Regions from separate parts of the Mus musculus genome. Here region 2 is linked to region 1. Evidence: chromatin contacts called from public HiChIP or PLAC-seq data. All regions are on one chromosome and are shown on one strand. Each heading gives the region's core, a stretch centred on a gene start, on an enhancer-like site or on the middle of the called end of the contact. The rest is flanking DNA. Distances are from core to core; before and after follow the strand shown.

Evidence for each region. HiChIP or PLAC-seq counts read pairs in DNA pulled down with a chosen protein or histone mark.
Region 2: a contact with region 1 is called in an H3K4me3 HiChIP or PLAC-seq map of bone marrow-derived macrophages, with 2.9 times the contacts expected there. The contact joins the promoter of Suclg1 here to the enhancer-like site in region 1. A contact is called at or near these places in 3 of 39 promoter capture datasets (the HPC-7 cell line, hippocampal neurons and trophoblast stem cells), 2 of 15 datasets of contacts at CTCF or cohesin (CD8 T cells and the NIH/3T3 cell line), 13 of 484 Hi-C or Micro-C datasets (CD4 T cells, CD8 T cells, the HPC-5 cell line and 8 more), 5 of 115 datasets of contacts at active chromatin or transcription factors (bone marrow-derived macrophages, embryonic stem cells and extraembryonic endoderm stem cells) and 2 of 9 other capture datasets (embryonic stem cells and liver).

What each region holds. Positions count from the first base shown.
Region 1 is chr6:73,165,067-73,171,690 of GRCm38.p6, reverse strand. It overlaps Dnah6 (dynein, axonemal, heavy chain 6), which reads left to right. Exons shown (of 77, transcript NM_001164669.1): 16 at 2,734-2,862. Among named protein-coding and RNA genes, the nearest start is that of Gm24533, 27 kb to the right of the region's middle. Within about 2 kb of position 4,985, at least 5 of the 459 cell types and tissues checked have an H3K27ac peak or open chromatin away from gene starts, as enhancers often do. A contact at or near this core is called in bone marrow-derived macrophages, where this site is marked.
Region 2 is chr6:73,247,240-73,253,823 of GRCm38.p6, reverse strand. Suclg1 (succinate-CoA ligase, GDP-forming, alpha subunit) reads right to left here and starts at 5,319. Exons shown (of 9, transcript NM_019879.3): 1 at 5,071-5,319. The coding sequence starts at 5,167. Gm38834 (a long non-coding RNA gene) reads right to left here and starts at 5,061. Exons shown (of 2, transcript XR_869182.3): 1 at 4,441-5,061; 2 at 1-1,542.

The DNA of each region.
Region 1 (6,624 bases), core at 3,736-6,235:
TTACTCTACAAATAACACCATTTGCAATCAAGCCCCCCCACCACCACACATACCCTCCCACTGGTGGAGGTTAGAGAGAAAATGTGATGACCAATGATCATTTGGGAGAATTGGGGAGCCAGATGTTGGGAGGTCAGATTAACAAAGTCGTGGATTATTGGGATCATGGGCTCTGGCAGAACTGATGTGGGCTGGGGTACTATAGCAATAGGTACTAGCATGATGCTTAAGGAAACAGGAAGGACCATTAGCTAACAGCTGCCTAGGAAAACCAGGTTCAACCCAGCAATGACAAGGGCATCAATGCACACAAAAGCAGCTTCTGCCATGACAAGCCCATTGGTACTCTCTAATATAGGACACGTTGCCATTTTAATGAGAGGCCACAATAGGCAAGAAATGGATTACCTGGTCCCCAAATGGTGGCTATAATAGTTCTTAGACTTTGCCATTTTCTCAGATGCTGATGGACCTAGTGTTTCTATTGTTCCTGAACTATCCTATGCCCACTTTCTGGATATTTAACTCCCAAAATGTCAGCCAAATATTTGCATTAAGACATATGCCTTACCTTATATAGTCTTCATTTTCTCCCTTCCTTTTTGTGATTACACATATGCATGTTGTATCATATTATATATTTATGTGTTTTATATGTTTTAGACCATGTGTATATACTTTCACAGTTCCTGTTTCATAATTCCCATACTTTTGGTATTTCCCAAATTATTTAACATATAACCAGTCTTATTGTTCTATTGCTGTGAAAAGATACCATGACCAAGGCAACTCTTAAAAAAGAAAGCATTTAGTTGGGGCCTTAGTTACAATTTCAGAGTATTAGTCCATTCTCCTCATGGCAGGAAATATGGAAGCAGGCAGGCATGGGATGGGATGGGTGGTTACATCCTGATCCACAAGCAAGAGGGCAGAGAGAGACAGACATACTAAGCCTGGTGTGGGCTTTTGAAACCTGAAAGCCCCTCTCCCCCCATTTACATACCTCCTCCAACAAGGCCATACCTCCTAGTCCTTCTAATCCTTCTCAAACAGTTCACCGATCGGGGACTAAGCATGCAAATCTATGAGCCTGCGGGACTGCCCCTGTCTAAATCTCCACATGATGCAAACAGGAGGATGAGGGTCCTTGACCTTGCCCTTGATGCCTGAAGAAGCCTTGGAATACCTTTGAAGTGGTGACAAGTAATGGAGTCTTGTTACAATGCCTGGGTGTGGCAGGTAACCAGGTCCCCCTCTCCATCTCCCTTTTCTCTCCTAGGGAGGCCACAGAAACTATTGTTTCTCTTGGCCAACCGTGGCACATGAACTGAAAGTGCACTCTAATACTCCCCAACATTTCAATCTTAGAGATGACCATAAAGACATTTTCTGATAGTAGCTCATAAGGCACCCCCTTACACACACACACACACACACACACACACACACACACACACACACACACACACCTTTTAAAAGGGGTGTTGATGCAGCCTAAGAAAAAAGAATTCTGCACAGAGGTCAAGATAGTTCTAAACAAGCCATGCTGGGTTCAGCCCACTAGCACTAGATCTTACTGGTTTTGCCTGGTCATGCTTCAATGAAGTATTCTATATCCCAAGTATGTTCATGTAATTAATTCTAAATATAAAGCCCAAAGGCCTGGGTTTGCAAAGTCTCATGATAGTCAAACACCTGAAAAGTAAGTCCCAAGGGAGGTGCAAAGCCCCATCCCCTGTCCCCCACGCCTCGATCTGAGTCTCTCCATCTGGCCCCATCATCACAGTCTTTCTTAAGATGCTGAAGTACAACTGTCTTTCTACATTCCATGAACCACTCTGATAAATTAGAGGGCTCTAAAGAGGAGTCGTGGGAACCTCACTTAGTCATAAGCACAGGCAGAGCAATCTGGGGTTTGCAGTTGGGATAAAAAGAATAGCCTTGGGAGTGCGCCCTCAACCTGTGGCATCCAAGGTATCTCCAGATAGACAGCATCAGAGGTGAACTGAACTGGAGGATACTGCTGCTTCTGATCAGAGCTCGGAAGCCTGCCCACCCCTGGGTGCATCTACGTAGCTGCTTGGTCTGCTAGCAGGGGAACTCAGGCACACCTGGTGCCTAGTACACAGTGTGAGCAAATACTGAGAGGATCTGATTTTCCTTAGTGTCTCTCATAATTCAAAGTGTTTTCTGTTGCTTTATTTTGGAAAGGAAACTTTCTTTATATCACAGCCATCTCTTCTCTGCCCTGACACACTCAGATCCCCACAGCTTCTTTTATGTTCAAGTAGGAAATGAAGGAGACTGTACTAGGTTCTATTTTATGATGGTGTGTGTGGGGGGGGGGGTAGGATGGGCACACGTGAGCTAGGGCACATGTATATGAAAGTCAGGAGACATCTTACACACTAGCACCCGTCCTCTCTTCACTATGTGAATCCCAGGGACGAAACAAGTCATTCGGGTTGGCTGTGGGTGCCTTTGCCCACTGAGCAATCTTGCCAGCCCCTACATTCTGTTTTAAAACAGCACTGAGTTCCTATTTCCATGTCTCTACTTTTTCCTATGCTGATTTATAACATTAAAAGAAACAACCATTTTGTTTTTTTAACATAGTTTATAAGAGACAGAAAGAGAATGAGGGAAAATGCATTTTGGGGAACATGTCTATTGATCTACCTAATCTTCACGAACAATCAAGCTGCCTAACCAAAACCCACATTGACTTTATAGGACCCTCAGATCTTGGATATCAGTGCTGACCAGGAGAAAATAAAGACGATGCTGAGTGACCTGCAGTCCGTTCTGGATGACCTTCAGAAACGCGCCTTTCAGTACAAATCCTACCAGAAGAATTTCAAGGTAACTGCAGCTGATCACATCTGCTTCTCGAATGCATGCACAAATATGTATTTATGCATAAGTCCCCTCAACAAGGTGACCAGAGCCACTCAGCGGACAGTGGCTGGTCAATGTTCCACAAGCACACCAAGGGGGATTAGTACACAAGAGGGCTGGAGACATGGCAGGTGAAGTGCTCCATGCACAAGTGTAAGGGCGTGAGTCTGGATCTCCTGCTCCTGCATCTGTGTAAAAGCCAGATGGGGGTAGCAGCCTGCCTGTTACCCCATCAATTGGGAGTTGGAGACAGGGTATCCCTGAGGCAAGTTAGCTAGCTGGACTAGAAGAACTGGCAAGTTCTGGGTTCAATGCTTCAAAATATCAGACAGATAGCAATCAAGGAATGTCTGACATCAACCGTGGGTCTCTACATGCACATGAGCATGCAAACACATACACACACATTAGCATGTGTATTGCAAACACGTATGTATGCAAAAATAATAGTATCTGTGAGGCACAAAATATCCTCTTGTTTTGGGAAATTCTCAGCCACTCCCCCCCTCCCCGCAGTTTCTATGTTAAAATGTGTATGCGTTTCAAAATGTGGTTAATTAAAGCCCTCTAGCTTTTCTCAAGTAAAATTCAAGTGTCTTTAGCATCTGGATGAGTTTTGATTCCATGAGCTTTACCTAAATTGTCCTGTTATTACACACAAAAAAAGAGATGAGCCAGAAGATAAGATGAGTCCCAAAAGGTAGGTTCGAAATGCTAAGGGTGAAAAGAAAGAGGAGATCCAAGAGATGCCCATGCCTTAAACAGCATCAACAGAGAGCAACAAGGTAAATGAAAGGATGGTGCACTTGGTGGAGTGCACCTGTGCCTCACTTGGCGACACACCTGCACACTCCTGTCCTTAGGCAGGTCTGCTCCAGAGGCCAGAGCTTAGTAAAATAATCTGAAGAGTGATGTGCTCTGTGCCAGGCAATGAGACTTGTAAAACCTGAGTGAGGGAACAAAGCCCTTATGGAAGCACAGAAGGCCCTGGATAACTGAGCACAAACAACGATGCTGGGCACCACAGAGCTGCAGAGCCATGAGCACAAACCCAGAATGCTAGTTGCACAAAAGCTGACACGTAGGTCAGTGGAATAGTGCAAAGGAGCCAGAATTAAACCCACATAACCACAGCCACCTGGATTTTGGCAGAAACACCAAAAACATACATGGGGGCGGGGAGGGAAGCATCTTCAAAAAATGGTACTAAAAACACTGGGTATCTATATATTAAAAATGAAACAAGACCCCTATCTTTTACCCTGTACGAAATCAAGTTTTTAGAGATGGGTAAAAGACCTCAGTGTAAGGCCTAGAGCTGTCATGGGAAACACCTCAAGGTGTCAGCAGAGGCAAGGGCTTTCTGGAGAGGACTCTGCTAAAGAAGTAAAACCAAATGCTGACAAATGAGGCTGCATGAAATTAACACACTTCTGCACAGCAAAGGAAACGAAGTGAAGGAACAGCCTGTAGAATAGGAGAGACTGTACATTTGCAACTATATGTCTGACAGATTCACATCTAGAATTTATTGTGAACTCAAAGCACTAAATATACAAAAAATAAACAACTTAATGAGTGGGATAATGGAATGAAATGGGAGTTCTCAAATGAAGAAATACAAATGACCAATAGACGTAAGAAAAAAATACTCAACATCCCATTCATCAAGGAAGTGAATACTGCAAGTGCATTGCAATCCATCTCACCCTCTTCAGAATGATTGCTATTAATTATGATGCTGAGGCTGTGGGGGAAGGGAGCAGATATTCACTGCAGGTGCAAATGCAAATTAAGTGAACAGCTATGGAAACCAGCATGGGGGTTTCTCAAACACTAAGCCTGTGATGCATCTATGTCACTCCTGGGTACATATCTGAAGGACTCTAACTCAACACACCATAGAGATAGCTATACATCCATATGTAGTGCTGCACCACTCACAACAGTGAAGCTATAGAATCAGCCTAGATTCTCACCAACAGACACATGAGTAAAGAAAACGGGATGTGTATACACAATGGGGTTCTACGCAGCCATAAGGAAGAACAAAATTATGTCATATCCAGAAAAAAAGATGGAGATCATCACATGAAGTGAAGTAAGTCAAAACCACAAATACCATGGGTTTCCTCGAGTTTGTGGATTCCAGCTTCTATATAGATAGCATTTAAAAATCCGTGTATGTGACCAGAAGGGAGATGAAGAAAGATTATCAGGAAGGAAAAAGAGAGTACACTATAGGCAGTGTACCAGAGTAGAAATGCTCACGGAGCTTGAAAGAAATCACCATGAGTGTATGCCAGTTAAGAAAATAAGCAAAACCAGACTGGGAGATGATTGGAGATTGAGAGCTCATACTGCTCTTGCAGAGGACCCGAGTTTGGCTCCTAGTACCCAGATTGGGTGACTCACACCTGCCTGTAACTCCAGCCCCAGGAAATCTGACCTGTTTGGGCACCTGCACGCATGTGCACAAATCCACACGGAGATACACATAGTTAAAAACAAAACAAAATTTTAAAATTAGGAAAAAGAAAAAAAAGGTTAGGGATGGCTCAGCCAGGAAAGAGGCTGTTTGTTTGTTTGTTTGTTTGTTTGTTTTGCACAATCACAACGACTTGAGTTTTATCCTTAGATCTCATGATTTAAAGAATCCACATGTATAACACATGTTATAATCCATGTTATAATCCCAGAGCCAGTGGGGGCAAAGACACCTAGATCCCAGGACATTCTGGTCAGACAGTGTGGACTACTTGGTAAATTCCAGGCCAGTGAGAGGCTTTATATGAAAGCAATTAATCAGCTGGTTAGTTAGTTATAACCTGAAAAATAGTCTCCTCACTTGAACATGCTTGCATATGCACAAACATGAACATACACATAGGCACAGGCACACCAAAGAGGAAAGAGAAAAATCAAATTATGTCATATGTTGTGATGATTACCAATGATGAGCCAATCACAGAAGATCAAATAGTGTGTGAAATGCCTAAAGCACTCTCACCGACGTGGAAACTACCACCGTGATCACTATTGGCTGCGGAACTGAGGGTTGCTTGCTCAGAAAGTGTAATTTTTCATAAACATGGAATTGAAAAGCAGTGGAAGTCTGCTACTATGTTTTTAGCACAGCATAGTTAACAGTACTATATGCATAAAAATTTCCAGATCTCATGTTATGTGTTTTTACCATAATATTAGGGGGGATCTCTAAAGAAAAACAACGGGATGAGCAATGGCTCAGGGAGGACAAGTATGAGGACCTGAGTTCAGATTCCCCACACCCATGTGAAGCCACCGTAATCCCAGGATCCCTACAAGACAGGAGGCCAAGACAGGACAACCCCTGGGGGCTCCAGGGCAAGTAGCCTGGTGTGTGCCATGGCAATCAACAGATCCTTCTCAAACCAGATGGAAGGGAGGATCAGCACCGTACTCCGTCCTTTAATCTCTACACATGTCACAGTGTATGGCACATTCACTCAAATGCAAGCATGTGCTCATGCCTTCCTCATACCTATAGAGTGAACATGTACTGTACACACACACACACACACACACACACACACACAGAGCCTGAGATAGCAACAGCTTACTTTTTTCATATGTTGCATCTTATTCTCCCTTCATAGCTGCTTCTAACCTGAACTCCCTTCTGCAGCTGTCAATCATTTGAGAAAAGCCAAAGCATGGATGGCTTTGGTGGAATTAATGGGAGTC
Region 2 (6,584 bases), core at 4,070-6,569, 82 kb before region 1:
TTTTGTGGCTGGGATTCAGGCCATCTGACTTGCGTGGGAAGTGTTTTTCCCCACTGAGCCATCTCATTGGTCTGTCCTCACACACCTTCTATACACAAATAGTCTAACCTCTGCAGACACATACTGTGCAGCAATCACAAATAAATTGGGAATCTTTTCACACAGGAATATTTGTCTGAGATAATCTCACTGTGAGAATACAGATAATATTATGCACCTCGCTGGCTGATGTGAGAGGATACGGTATGTGGGATATCACCAATTACTACCTTACTATCGTTATCACTGCTGCAGACTGAGCAGAGCAAACAACTGTGGGAAATCAGTGGCCTCTATGACAGGCTCATGAGTGAGTACCTGACAAGAGTACCCACAGAAGCCTCCTGGTCTGTAACACAACCATGTTACCAAGGAATCACAGAACCATAGAAGGACAAACGGACATAAGATGCTCAAGGAAAGGGCCTAGGTACTGAGAAAGATGTTTTCCACAGAGCACACAGGTTTGTCAGGCAGTCCTATCTCCTCTAGGTAACAACTATACCACTTCTAAGATGGCTGTGCTGTTAATGCGGAAATACAGAGCCAAAGAGCACCTCCCAGGTGAGACTGTTAGCCTGACTCAAGTCATGAAAACACTTCTCACTCAACCCTGAGAACTGTGTTCCTGTTCCTCTTTTACTGGTGTGCATGTGTTCATGAATTCACAAATGTAAACTCACCACCCTACTGGCCCACCTGCAGCCAACTTCACAAAGTAACTGACTTTTAACAAAGTAACTAATTTAAAAGAAAACCAGTTTGTTCAACTCACACTTTAGGGCAGCCTTATCTGTCCAGCCTGTGGTGAGGACCCCTCTGCCTGTCTATAACATGGCAGAAAACCAACAAGCGAACAGGATGCCAAGGCGCTGGTCAAGTTCATGGGGCAGCCATGCTTGGTAACTCACCTCAGGAGGGGTAAGTTGGGCAGGCTACCAGTAACCTCTTCTAGGCACAGGGATCTCACAGTTCACCACCTCACTGGGAACTCAGAGTTCCCTCCTAGCATGGGAACTCTTGGGGAACACTCAAACCTGCTCTAATATAGCATTAACCATGAATTATACATATGCAAAACAAAGGCTATTGTGGTCCCCAAATGAAGAGACCTTGTTGTGTGACAAAACTTTTCCTGGGGAGATGCAACACACATAGGGAGTCCAGGACAGACCAAAGTACAAACACTAACAAAGTCCAACTTGGTGAACCACTGAGTTTTACTGGGGTTACTTACAGGAATATGGGTGAGGGGTTACTGACTGGAGACAGCTGCAGAACCACAGGCCACCCAGCATGGATGACATCTCACAAAGCTGGGAACCTGGAACACTTTGCACAACCTGCAGCAGCTTAACAGGCTGGAGAATGGCCTCTGCTGGTGCCTCAGTTGGTCTAAATTACTTCCAAGCAGCTTGGCTTGTTTCTGCTTCTGCCAGGTATGAGAGTCTTCTTTGCAGCTTGGCTCCCTTCCGTCTGAGGGGAAGGCTCAGCTTTTATGGCCTACTCTAAGAGTAAATCTGATCAGTTTTAGGGACTTCCTGAAACTACTCAGAGATGTTTACTTTCCTGCTTAAGGAGCTTCGTCCTACAAGGTGGAATATTTTAATTGTAAAAGGAACTGTTACATAGTAGACCTACAATACATGGGAGTATCTCAGCAGCTCCTTACCCTAAATACCAATCAGCTATTCAAACATAAAACTATATATTCACTTATACTAATGATGCATTCAATACTATTGGCTCAATTGATCACAAGCACCATGTTTTGTAAAATGTAAAGCACTCTTGTTTTTTAAGCACTAAGTGTAAAAATTATGTGTACAATGTTTTATAATGTATCACCAAGGAGAAGATATTCAGATTTTAGAAATATTATTAAGTAAAAACTTAATAAATTGGTCAAACACAACAAAATACCTGTCCTGTGGCAAACTCTAAATTATTCCTACACTAATCATTTTAAACTTCAGTGTTTCTATGAAGCAACTTTGAGGCCAGAAAAATCAAGTCACTTTCTCAGGGCTCCAGCAACGCATTTGGATTCAGGCTTCCATTTCTGAGATAAAGGTTGAGTTCCTAGATGCAAACAGCAACAGAGACTAGAAAGGGAACGATCACTGTGGAGTGTCCTTTTCCACACACTTCCAAGAGCTTCCCTGAGTCTGCAAATAAGCCTGTGGAACTTGGCAAGGGCGGGAGAGAGGCAAGCAGCAGCTCCGAGCAGGGGAGACGCTTCCTCCACGGATCCCTGAGAGTCCAAAGGTCCTGCTCCTCATATGGAAGTCCAAGCTTCCCAAGGCGCGCACGTGAAAAGACACTGCACGCACCAGCAGACCTGGTTTCCGGGACTCCGTGGACACCACCTGGGAAATTTTCTGGCTTTGTTTCCTCATTTGCCAAACCAAACAGCAGAACTAACTGGATTGTAAGATCAACTTTCTGACATCAAAATATCCTAATTCTAAGATCAAAATAATACCTGCTCTTATTAATTATTCAGAAAGATGTGATTTATAGTACCTCCTGGTTGATAGTTTTAAAGACTCTAGCAAACTTTAGGTTTCTTTTCAAACTTCATTTTAATCTCAGTGATGCTTGTAAAGTTCTTACATATTCTCGTCAAAATCATCCTCATTTCCATATCCTCCCCACATCAACAAGATTGTCCCTTGCTCTCCTAAGCCATTAAATGTGTGTGAGGGGTCGAGGGCAGCTTAGCAGTCTCTTAGTTGCCCTTCAATAGAGCCCTGTAGCACCTAGGGCTGTTTGTCTTTTTATCTCTTTTAACTCAAATCAACACTGCAAAACTTGGGACCTCAACACATTATGTGCCATCAGCTAAAATTTAAGAACAGGGTGGAGGTGGGATTCCTATCATCTTATTTTAACCTAAAAGCCTAAATAATTTGTAACAAGAAAAAGGAGAAGAGGAAGAGGAGGAGGAAGAATAAGAGGAAAAGAAAGAGGAGGAAGATGAAGAGGAAGAAGAGAAGGAGGAGGAAGAGGAGGAAGAGGAGGAGGAAGAGGAGAAAGAAGAGGAGGAAGAGAAGGAGGAGAAAACAGTAGCAGCACTAACTTGTGAGACAACATGGCCACTGCAGTGGCTTGGAAATATTGCAGGTGTGAGAGAATTCCAAGGTCTGCCAACTAAGAGGTTTTTAAACATTAGTCACTTGTAACCTTAATACTAATACTACTAATACAAAAATATCCTAGTTTAGATCTTAGATCCCTCAGAGTTTTAACAGCATGCCTCCAGCAACAGAAAGCTAAATCTCTTCTAGGCCTTCAGTCTTGCAGTCTAGGATGAAAGACGTTCAGTTCTGTGGGGTGAGGGTTGCTAAGGATGAATTTAAGGAACCAAATCACCTAGACATTCCTCTTCTGGAAACACCTCTATTAACACAGCAGACCTTCTGGATGGAGGCTGGGTCTTGGACCAGAAAGACCTCAGCAGAGAGAGACATTGGTGCATAGGTGAGTGTTCCAGAAAACTAGCTAATGTGCACATCTGGTGTTCCACATCTTAACCCACAAACGATTCCAAATAAGCTGGCTTAGGCCATACCCAACACACAAGTGTTCAAACTCTACCAGCCACAGCACTTACTGGCACAACTAATGCCTTCCTTCCCTTCTATTTGGAGCACATTGAGGTATCCTTTTAATCAGTCAAGAAGGTGCTCCAGAAAACGTTCCCAAATACACTCAACTCTTTCACATTTGGCAAAGTTACCAAGTCGGACCTCTGTCCTCAAATGACCTGGCAATGAGGTACAGCTACTGGGTGCACACTTATCCTTGAACACTTTTAGGATACCCAAGAAAGAAACTAAGTCTCACCTACTATCTGATGCGAGAGGAAACAAGATGTCACAAAGAAAAGAGTGTTACATGAGTGTCTATTTCTGAGCAGTAAACTGACTCACTTATTCTACACAATGAAACCAAACCACTCATTACTTCTTAACATCTCCTAGATCTGGATAAACCTGACAACCAATCACTCATCACAGTTTTAATCGGCAATCATTTCTCCTGTTAGTGATAGGCAGGACAATGCTCTGCTTCACAAACCAAGCTATTACTTGAGAGATGTTTGTTTGTTTGTTTGTTTAGTAGGCTTTTGTTTGTTTCATTTCGTTTTGTTTTCAAGACAGGGTTTCTCTGTGTAACAGCTGTGGCTCTCTTGGGACTCATTTTGTAGACCAGGCTGGCCTCGAACTCACAAAGACCCGCATACCTGCCTCTGCCTCCCAAATGCAGGAATTAAATGTGTGGGCCACCACATCCATCGAGAAATCACTTTTTAAAAAAAGACTATTATACACATACGAATGATTGGCCAGACTTCAAAAACGACATGACCGGTTCCCAAGCTGTTTCCTATCGTACCTAACACAGAGACTTTGAACGCAGCACTACTTTTCAAGAGTCAGCATTGCAGGATAGCAACCCTGGGAGATTGGTTCTCAGAAACTGAGGTGTTCATTGGAGTCTCGTAAAGAGCGACACATCATTGGTCAGCTTCCAAGCTCCTACGGGGCCACGTTGACTCTGGGTGCAGAAACCACCTTTCCGTTGGCCCTACCACTTCAACAGAACGGTCAACTCCAAGTGCAGAATCTTTCGGGACAAATTACAACCTCTTCAACCCGGGGGCTCACACTCCCAGCAGAGTTCATCCTGGACCTCTTTAGCCTTGGCTCCAAGTAAGGGCCAGCCCAGAGGCCACCTCCACCTCACCCCCCCCCCCCCGCCTCCACACACACACACCCCGTCACCGAGGGAACTAGGATATTGTTGCCGTGTCTGCAGGGCGCCCTGCGAAGTGCATCGGCCGATCCACGACCCCATCGGACAAAGCCCCCTCCACCCCCGAGGTCTGCCACTGGCGTTTGGACCGGTGGCTCCCTCGCCCCTTCCGAGGGCCCGCCCGGAAGAGCCCGGACACCGCCGGGGCCAGAATCAGGAACCCGAGGTCTACGCAAGCATGGAGGACAGAGCCGGGCCGGCACGACTCACGGAGGAAGGTGCGCGACAACAGGCGGGCGGCGGCGAGGCCGCTGCTGCTGGAGACCATGGTTGCAGTGGCAGCCGCAGCAACTACTGTTGCGGTCATCCCCCAATGACACTCTCAGGACCCCGGGACCTTGGCATGGGCTCAGGCTCGCGCAGAAAGGTGTCTAGAGGAGTAGCCTGAATATCTTACGCTCCTCGGAGTCTCTTCTCAAACAGTGAACGTTACAAGTGGAAAAGAACAAGAAGGATGACGTTTGAAAAGCAAACAATAGCTCTGTTCTTTAGTAGATGTGGGCTTGGGTAACCATAAACATAACGGCAATGTGTGGGACAGCCCATGAGAGGCCCGGCCGGCGCGTGGTGTTGTGGGAAATGTATTTTTTTTCCGAGTAAGCAGCGTGCTGAAAGGGAAGGGGTTGGAAGCGATTTAAACTCCGGCGTGGGCGCCCAGGAAAAGCCGTGACAAACGCTGAGGGGAGGCGCCGGCAGCAATGCTATGTGCCAGACCGTGATCCTGCACTTTGTTTTTTTCTGACCTGTTACAGAGAAGATTGTACTCCTCTTGTCCTCCCTGTACGGTTCCGGAAATTATCCGCACTAGTGGCCGGCAAAAGAAAAAAGGAAAAGTGACCAAATACTTAAAATTAAAAAGCCCCTTAGCTGACAGTTTCCTGAAGCAGGAATCTCTTTATTAAACAAACTGGCGCACTGCCTTCGACTAATGCTAATTATTTACTAATGCTAATTATGCCTCTTTCTAAAATCCTAAGGACTACAACTCGAGATCAAATAGGATTTGTGCCCAATTGGAACAAATTATTCACTCCACTCTTTTAAAACCTTAGCAAGTCCTTGAGCCAAAGCACCACGTTTCTTGTCTAAAACCGCGTTCCTAAGATTCCTTATCAGTATAATCAATAAAGTTATTTTAGCTCAGTAAGGTCGTCATTATAATTCGCACCATTCTCATGTGTACTTGTCTTGTAGATCCTGCCCTTGTGGTAAAGTTAAATATCAGTGCTTTCCAAATAGGTCCAGTGTGAACATTTTTTTAAAGATTTATTTATTTACTTATTATGTACAGTGTTCTGTCTGCAGTATGTCTGTGAGCCAGAAGAGGGCACCAGATCTCATTACACTTGGTTGTGAGCCACCATGTGGTGGCTGGGAATTGAACTCATGGACCTCTGAAAGAACAACCAGTGTTCTTAACCTCTGAGCCATCTCTCCAGCCCGCGAACAATGGTTTTAAGGAGGAAATTTTTCACTGAATCTTTACTTAATAATTAAGCATTTTGTTTCATTTATTTAACAAAATGTGTAATACATAGTATATATAACATATAGTATAGATTGTAAATATGTGTGTGTGTACACTATATTGACAACATTATGCTGATTGGACCAAGTGAGTAGTGGATAGCAGCCAGTTTGAATTCATGGGTAACACGTAAATTCAACCAAAATTCAAGAACCTTCTAACTCAGTGAAATTCTTAGGAGTGCAGTGGTTTGGGG